Linked DNA regions of Mus musculus: region 2 is linked to region 1. Evidence: chromatin contacts called from public ChIA-PET data. All regions are on one chromosome and are shown on one strand. Each heading gives the region's core, a stretch centred on a gene start, on an enhancer-like site or on the middle of the called end of the contact. The rest is flanking DNA. Distances are from core to core; before and after follow the strand shown.

Region 1 (4,369 bases), core at 1,394-3,893:
CTTGCACCCCATTCCTTTCATTTCCATCCCCCCTTGCAGGTAACCCAGTTAATCTATGACCGCTGGACAGCTACACTCTGTGCTACATCTGCAGTTACATGTGCACCATACCCGCACAGAGACATTTAAAAATTAAAATAACCTTTAAAAAATTGATGTTCTGTCAGGGGATAATGGTCCATGCCATTATAATCCCAGCACCTGGAAGGCAGAGGCTGGGAGACTATTTCAAATTCCAGGGCAGCTTGGTCTACCTAGCAAGTTCTAGGCTGGCCAGGCAATATAGAGAGACCTGGTATCAAATAAAACAAACAAAATAGAAGTAGATATGTTAGATGAATAAAAATCCTGGGCCATAAGTTATTTATAAATTTCCCTCACAACTTGAAGGTACAGTTCTATGGACAAACGCGGGTCAGAGAAGCACTTTGTTATATTATCTAATCCAATCTTTTCTCTCGTCTGCCAACTTTACAGAGAAACATAGGTCCAAAGACATTAAGAGATGTGTCCAAAACTAATATTCAGTTCCACTGAGACCTCAGCTCTGAGGGCTTGGAAGATGGCACACTTCGGATGGTGGCCAATGTGTAAGTATGGAAACTGGAGTTTGGAACTATAGCAACCACGGGAATGCCAGGCTTAGCGGCACATGCCTACAATTCCGAGTTGTATTCTTTTATGTTTGTTTTCGGTTTTTGAGTAGCATGGGCTGGACTTAAACGTATTAGATAGCCTTCAATTTCTGATCCTCCTGCCTCTACCTCCCATGTACCACCATGCTTGGCTTATTTGGCGCTAGGGATCAAACTCGGGACCTCGCGCATGTTAGGCAAGGTCTCTACGAAGTAAAACATGTGCCCAACCAAGCTGTTGTATTCTTGACAAACACTTCTCATGTTTACCTTCTGACCACAGTATTTGCTTTCAGAAGCCAATTAAGCCCTTCAGGTGTTGACACTAAACTTATGATCACAAAGACTAAACAGGGCTTCAAAAGAATCTTTGCACCTGAAACTTCTGGAAACTGATACATCCTGTTACACTGCTTTTGGCTCTAAGACTTTACAAGGAATTTTAAACATTCCTTCTGAATATATTTATAGAATAAGGCTAGTGCTCAGGATGTAATGTGAACTGAAACCCTAACTCCAAGATGAAATCCTCTCAGGTCTGAAAGAATTTAAGGGTATTAAAAACAACAGTGAGCTTGATAGGGATTTGACAGGGAGCTGGGTGTGGTAGCTCACATCTGCTATCCTGCCAATCCAGAGACAGGACAATAAGATTGCTGCTAGTTGAAGGTCAGTCCAGACTACCTATTGAGTTCCAAGCTAGCCCCGGCTACTGTGAGAGACTTTGTCTCAAAAAGAAAAAGCTATTAAAATTGAAGACTGTTGAAGGCAATTGGTGAAGGCCAATCTCCAGAAAACATCCCCATGTCCTTAAAGGGGGCTTGTTAATTATCTCTTTGAAGAGTCCTATTTGTTAAAGCAAAGTCCTGTTTACAAAGTACTGTTGGCAGGTCTGGTCACAGGACAACCTGGTACCAAACAGTTACTGAGCTGTGAAAAGTCCTAGCACCAGCTGGGCAGCCAACCTCCGTAACTTTAGCCACACTGCCTCTAAAAGAGTTCAACGAAGAATTTTGAGCCTTTTTGCTGAATATAGAAAGAACTCCACAACCTGAAAAAAAAGGACACACATTGAAACATGCTACTGAAAGCAAATACACATAAAGAAAAAACTTAAAAAATAAAAATAGAACAACAGAGACATCCATTTTCATCAAATGCGCCCCATGTGTGGAGAGAGTGGAGAGCGAATCGAAATCTATATAGATGTTAGTATACTTCTTGTCAACAATATTTAGAGCCGGAAACAAACAAACAAACAAACAAACAAAAACAACCTCAAACAGTAAGGACTTCTAAGCAGGAGGTTTGCACCAGACTCCATAATTTTTCGCTGCATGAGAGGGGAATGGAGAGGGAGTGGATCTTACACTCTGCACTTGGTGAAAAGTACACAAGAATAAAATAATAATAATACATAAACTAGTCTTTCCTCTCACCTTCTCCTAAAGTGTTACAAAGTCTTTGTGACTTCTGCCTTAGCACTTTCTCCACGTCTGTCTTCGACGACCCCTCTGCTGTGAGCTTCCAGGCTTGGGAAGCAGGCAGTGATGTTCCCTGCACTTATTTCGTGAGTTGCCTCCACTCACAGCTCACGGGCTGCAGGAACTCTACACTCCAAGGGCGATTGGAAGCAAGACTCACTTCCAGGGGGTCTTGCTGAGGAGCGAAAGACGCCGATGGGAGGGAGGTGGCCCACAACCCGTTCCCGGCCTGTCTCAGGTCCAGAGGAGCCTTAGGATGGCTTCCACCCCCAAACCATGCAGGCCCGCGGAGGGTGGGACCCTCAAAACTGCGCACTGAAATCTCAGCAGGGCTGGGGCTGGGCAGTGACCTGCCGCGTCAGCACGCAGTGAGTTTGAGGAGCGCAAGGGTTGCAGGAGCCCGCCGCCGCTTCTCGGGGATGTCCCCTCAGAGAGACCCTTGACTCGCTTCAGTCTCTTCCACCTCCTCTCACGCACAGCGACCGGACGTCCTGAGGCCGATTGCTCTCTCCCCTCAGTCAGCTAGTGGTTGCGGTGCAGGAGGTGGGGCCGGACCCGCCGCCGCTGCGAGCCCCGCCTTCCTATTGGCTCCTCCCACATCCCTCCGCCCAGTCAGTACACACTACTGACAGTTCTGGCCCAACCCTCTCCATCCCACCAATAGAGTTCAGAGATCTGGCTTCTGATTGGCTGTCTGGAATCCGACAACCTTGTCAATCTCGGCTCTCTAGTCAAAACTCGTTTCTGATTGGCTCTCAAGTAGCCAATTAGTAGGCCTTGGGGTTTGAGTGGTATCTGTCAATTCTCACCAGGTTGGCTTAGTCCTGGCAGCGACTTGGAGCACAAGTCTGTCAGCAAGCTGCCAGGAGAGATAGCATCTTGCCTTTCTTTCCTCACTCCATCCAGCTCTTTCTAGAAGAGAGTATCCTGAAGGCCATCTTCATAGAGGTTGACTAGAGGTTCATTCTCCCCAGAAAGGAATCCTGGTTCTGAAACTACAAGGATCGGTCCCTCTCTGTGAGGAAATGGGGCTCGCTGTCTTTGTACTAGCATGTCCCAATCTGAAAAGGCTTCATTTATTAAACAGACCTACACTGTCTGTGCTGGCGGGAACTGAAGTCTAAAGGGCATAGACCCTTACTTAACCAGACCGTGCTTACCAACTCCCAGTTCAGGATCTAGGCGGTAGCACCAGTTTTTAAGCGGGGTAACGAAGTACAATAGAGAGAGAGAGAGAAAGAAAGCAGCATCCTCAGGCAGCTTGTAGGGTCTCAAAGCCCATGCCAACAGCGACTCGTTTCCTCCAAGGCCACACCCACTCCAGAAAGGCCACACCTCCAAATAGTGCCACTCCCTGGGTCAAGCATATTCAAACCACCACACTAAGCCACATAGCTGGATGCCTTCCTCCAGCTAAGCAGGACCTTTTTGATAGACCAGAGCACTCCCTGCTGGAAGAGTCCTGTACACCTGTCACTCAGGTTTGCAATTTGCTCTCCTTATGTTATGGTGCTGTATGCATATCTCACTTGTTTTTTCTTGTTCTGGCATACTCATGGGTGCTATCGTTACTCTGATGATGATGATGAATGATTGTTGTTGTTGTTGTTTCCGAGACAGGGTTTCTCTGTATAGCCGTGGCTGTCCTGGAACTCACTTTGTAGACCAGGCTGGACTCGAACTCAGAAATCTGCCTGCCTCTGCCTCCCAAGTGCTGGGATTATTAACTCGGATAGTCTCTCCAATCCCCGTCAACACCTATCGTAATGAGAAATTTCCTTTGCCCCCTTTAGAAATATGTTTATCTGTTTTTCTTTTTCTTTGTGTGGGATGGGGGAAGGTGGGGAGGTTCGAGACAGAATTTCTCTGTGTAGCCCTGGCTGTCCAGGAACTCCATCTGAAGCCCAGGCCAGCCTTGAACACCTGCTTCTGCCTCTGGAGTGCTGGGATTGAAGGCATGCCTCACCATTGCCTAGCACATTTCTTTTCTAATCTTCAAATAGGGACGACCTTTCTGCACTTTCTGATGTTGGCGACTGTGACTTGAGTCTCCTGTAACCATGTTTGCTTTCTGAGGCCTCTCTGCAGTGTCTGAATTCGCTACACCTTCTCTCACTTTCCTACTGCTACTGATCCGTTTTCTTTCTCCTCACGGCCTGGGGAAAAAAAGATGAGAATGAGGATTGAATGCTGAAATTGTGAAAACTGAAGGCACAGGACAACAGACGTCACAATTGCCTTCTTTGGTTT
Region 2 (4,369 bases), core at 574-3,073, 230 kb before region 1:
TAGTGAAGAAAATGCCCCATAGGCTGGCCTACAGGCCAATCTTGAGGTGTTATTTTTCTCAATTGAGGTTCCCTCTCTTATTACTTGTCAAGTTAACAGAAAACTAGTCAACACAGCTCCCTACGCAAAATTAGATGCTCCCTTTAGATTTCATAACATCAAAGTAGTTGTCGCAGCTATATAAAACGCTCCAAGAAGTCTGAGTTCTCTGTATAGGCACTGGCCTGCCAAGTTCTCAAACACTAGTACCCACAACAGCTTAACAAGATATTCAGAAAGTGAATTCCCTCCTCACTAAAGCACACTGCTGCAGTTTTTTCTTTTGCCAGATATAGCAGTACCTAATAGTACTAACACTATCCACCTTCTCCAATAGAGTTTGATAACTATCATAAAGTTAAGGCCTTTGAAATTCCCACCACACTTGGGGTTATCTATTGGCTGACTTAACAGAAGGAATCTTAGCCATATAAAAACTACCACCTTAACTCCAGTTGTAATAAGGTGTATTTTCTGCACATGAGATCAATTTCACAATGAACAGTCAGCCTCATAATACACTTCGATAGGGGGGGGGGGGAGAGAGTTCACTTACAATCTGATAATTTTACCAACTGAATGTTTCTAAAGAGCATTTCCCTTAAACAGAAAAGTAACTTCCCACGTGTTTCTCCAGCCTTCCAATCCCACTTGATCTTCCCCGGTAATAAACTGCGAAGCATCTCCTTTCCCCTCCTGGTAACGTCCAGGCTTCCGCACAGGGCACAGGTGGGACAGCTTGCACACTCACCACACCACCTGCCGCGTGGAAGGTTCCATGAGCTTTTCCAAAACACGTAAGCGCAAAGCCAGGTCAGGGCTAAACGATGGTTCCACACCATCCCCCGGGGTTGCGTCCTAAACTTTTTCCTTAAATACGTAGGCTTTCAGTGTTCGTTTGTCCTCGGAGACCAAAACACAAACGAGAACTGGTTGAACAAGCAAGGACGTGGGTTTTGGAACCCGATGGGAAAACGAGTAGCTAAAACAGATACTTGAGAGCCTTTCCACCTGAGCGACTGACAGGAGCCCACGGACGAGCCGCGGTCCCCAGAGCAGGCCGGCTGCGGGCGGCCATGGCGACCTCGGGGCCCGACGGGGGCCGCGAGGGGCCAACAGAGCAAAGCCGGCCCGCGCCGTGCTGCGACGCGCCTCCACCTCCTCCCGACCAGGCAGCCCGAGCTCCCGGCCGGGCCCAGGGCCCAGCCGCCAACCGGCCGTGCCCGGGACACCGGGGGTCTCCCGGGCAGGCGCCCTTTGTCCCGGGACTGCGGCGCCCAGGTCCGCCCCCGCCCGGCCCCGAGGGGCTACGACCCGGCGCCTCACCGTGATGTTGCAGTGAAGTGTGAGCGGCGGCGGCGGCGAAAGCGAGCTGCCCGGCGGTGGTGGCGGCGGCGGCACCAGGAACTGGCAGTGCAGCTCGTCCAGCTTCCAGCTGACGATGCGGAATCGCTCGTGGTTCTTGTCGAAGATGGACGCCAGGAACTTCAGCTCGGCCTTGAGCCCTGACACGGACATCTTCCCCTCATCTCCAGCGGGAGGGGTGAGGAAAGGGAGCCGGGGCCGGGAGCCGCCGTCACGGCCGCGACCGCCCCGCGGGGCCGGCCCGGGCCGCGCTCTCGCGGCTCCGCCTCTCCCCGCCGCCGCGACCCGCGTCCGAGCGCGGCTGGAAAATGGCGAGGAGCGCGAGGCCTCGGCGGGCGGGCGTGCGAGCGAGGGAGCGAGCGAGCGTGCGGGAGCCGGGCCGGCTGCTGCCTTTGTAACCGACTCCACCCGCAGGAGGCGGTGGCCCCGCGGCTTAAAAGGGCAACAGCGACGCCGCCCCCACCGCCGCCTGGGAGAGGGCTGCCCCCGCCCCGGCGCGCGCCCGCGAGCTCCGCGCGCGCTCCCGACCGCCCCCTCCTCTCATGACCCAGCCCCTTTCCGCCCCACACCGGGGCTCCGCGCCCAGCACCCGCCGCTCGCCCCGAGGATTTGGGCCGGCGGCACCGCACGAGGATGAACCTGAGCTCCCCTGCGCGCCTCTGCGCTGCACCGGGGCCTCTGGCCAGACACGTGCGCGGCCTATCGCGCCGGCCACGTCGGCTCGGGTAGGAAACGCGCGGGCCCCTGGAGGTTGCTCCTCCGCGTGGTTGTCCACCGGCCACCCACTCACCTGGCCTGGGCGCGGCCGGGATGGGGAGATGAGAGGTGTGCGCCTAGCACCTTCACGTATGTTGCTCTCGCTCCGCGCTGAACCACCCACCACTTTTCTAAGTGTGACTCCCGAAAGGTCCTTCTCTCCAGACTTGTACTCCCTCCTTCGCTCCCATTTGCCGAAGACGATGATAGAGCCTGCCAGCTTCTTCCCATCATCATTTCAATCTTTCACGTAAACATTTATGTGCTCGCGCTAATGTGGATACTCTGCGTCCTGAGTTTCTGCTGGACTTCCCAGAATGGACCATGTTTGTTGAAGTCACATCTCAAATGTGTCAGACTGATCCTTCCTGACCAACTAAGCTAAAGTAACCATGTAGATACCATGTATCCCTTTCCTAGGTTAACTTATTGCTTCTTTCTGTTGTCTCTGCTTAACACTGAAATCTCATTCAGAGAAGCACCCCTAGGATTGAGGGGAGGAAAAGCCTAATGACACCTGTGTCATTTAATAAATTCTTGCTCTTACCTGATTCCCCAGCACTTAACACAATTCTGGAATAACCTAGGTTCGTTCACAAATAACTAGAGGACTACATTTTTCCAGAGGCAAGACCAACTTTCTAGACATGTCACCTATGTAGTACCCAGGGTTCCTAGCTTAGTAAGGCTCCCGGGCCTGGTTTAGTGCCCTGCTGTCACCATCTTGAAATTCTTTTATTATTATTATTGGTTTGTTTTTGAGACAGGGTTTCACTATGTAGCCCTGGCTGTCCTAAAACGCACTCTCTGTAGACCAGTCTGGCCTCGAACTCACAGAGATCGGACTGTCTGCCTTCTGAATGCTGAGGTTAAAGGCCTGCACCACCGCCAGACTAGGAATGCATTCGTTTGTTTTTGGAAATAGGCTCACTATGTAGCAGTGGCTGTCCTTGAACTCACTATGTAGACCAGGATGGCCTTAAACTCACAGAGATCCAGCTGCCTCTGTCTCTTGAGTGCTAGGATTAAAGGCATATACTACTAGGCTTTGAAATTCTTATATTCTGTGAGGGAACCTGCTTTCTCCCTTTACACTGGTCTTGAGGTACCTGATTCTGACCTCCTAAAATTACAACAGAACAACATGGGGAGACATTGTTTGGGGTTTTTGTTGTTGGGGTTTTTTTGGTGTTTGTTTGTTTTGTTTTGTTTTCATTTGTGAGGTACCATGTTATGGTGAGTCTTAGCTTTCAGAAGGGGCCCAGATTCCACTGAGAACCCAAGAAAAGTTGCAACTTATCTTTCCAGAAAAATACTTTCACCAATAAACCTTGTACTTAATGGAGATTTACAGTTGCAGCACCGTATACCTGGGCCTCGAGCTAGAAGTAAGGCACTGCACAGGCGTGACTGCTGCCCTAAGCACAGATGTGACCAGTCATTTCCTTTTTCTGGTCCCTGGTACTCAGGAGCCTAACAGACATAGCTGCTCTAAACAAAGATTGGCAAAAAAAAAAAAAAAAAAAAAAAAAGGGCAGGGGGCATTCTGGTCAGAACTGGGTCTCATGGAACAGGTTTCAGTTGATTATCTCTAAATGCTATAAGATGATAAAAAGCTCCTGTATTGTGATTAATCTTACCTATTATATCTTAGAGATATATACAAGTATTAATCTCACAATTATTCTGTTGAATGGATCAAAGTGGACCAAGCCCTAAGAGGCATAAAGAGATAAGTAGATTATCTGAATTAAAGAAGCTTAATCTATCACATAAAAAAAAAAAAAAGAGCCAAAACAAAACACTGTCTCCTGGTGTACCATGCTGCAAATAACAGGAGAGAGGTTGAAAATAGCGTAAACAATAAAGAAATACATTGCTTCATGTCATGAGATATCCAAAAGCAAACCCATCTCCAGGATTGGTTGGCTTGGTGCTTAATAATGTCATCAAAACCTCAGATTAGTTTGTCAGGCTGAAAGCAAGCACATAGAGATGAAGTATCAGAGACAGGAAGGATACATTAGCTCTTTCTCCTTGCAAGACTTCGGAGCCTTTTCAAGAACCCTGCCAGTACATATCTCTCCTGGCTACAGTCCAGTCAGGGGCCAGGAGATCGATCAAGCTGAGATGTCATGTGTGACTAAATTTTGGAGCCCTGGCATACATGCCAGAAACTATAGTTTCACCTGGTGAGGGTCACTAGTTT

What was found. ChIA-PET counts read pairs in DNA pulled down with a chosen protein or histone mark.
Region 2: a contact with region 1 is called in an RNA polymerase II ChIA-PET map of memory CD8 T cells, with 14 read pairs. The contact joins the promoter of Ube2q2 here to the promoter of Hykk in region 1. A contact is called at or near these places in 3 of 115 datasets of contacts at active chromatin or transcription factors (embryonic hindbrain, extraembryonic endoderm stem cells and memory CD8 T cells) and 1 of 9 other capture datasets (adipose tissue).

The regions. Positions count from the first base shown.
Region 1 is chr9:54,915,564-54,919,932 of GRCm38.p6, reverse strand. It overlaps Hykk (hydroxylysine kinase 1), which reads right to left and starts at 2,643. Exons shown (of 5, transcript NM_177351.4): 1 at 2,075-2,643.
Region 2 is chr9:55,146,823-55,151,191 of GRCm38.p6, reverse strand. It overlaps Ube2q2 (ubiquitin-conjugating enzyme E2Q family member 2), which reads right to left and starts at 1,823. Exons shown (of 13, transcript NM_180600.3): 1 at 1,366-1,823. The coding sequence starts at 1,557.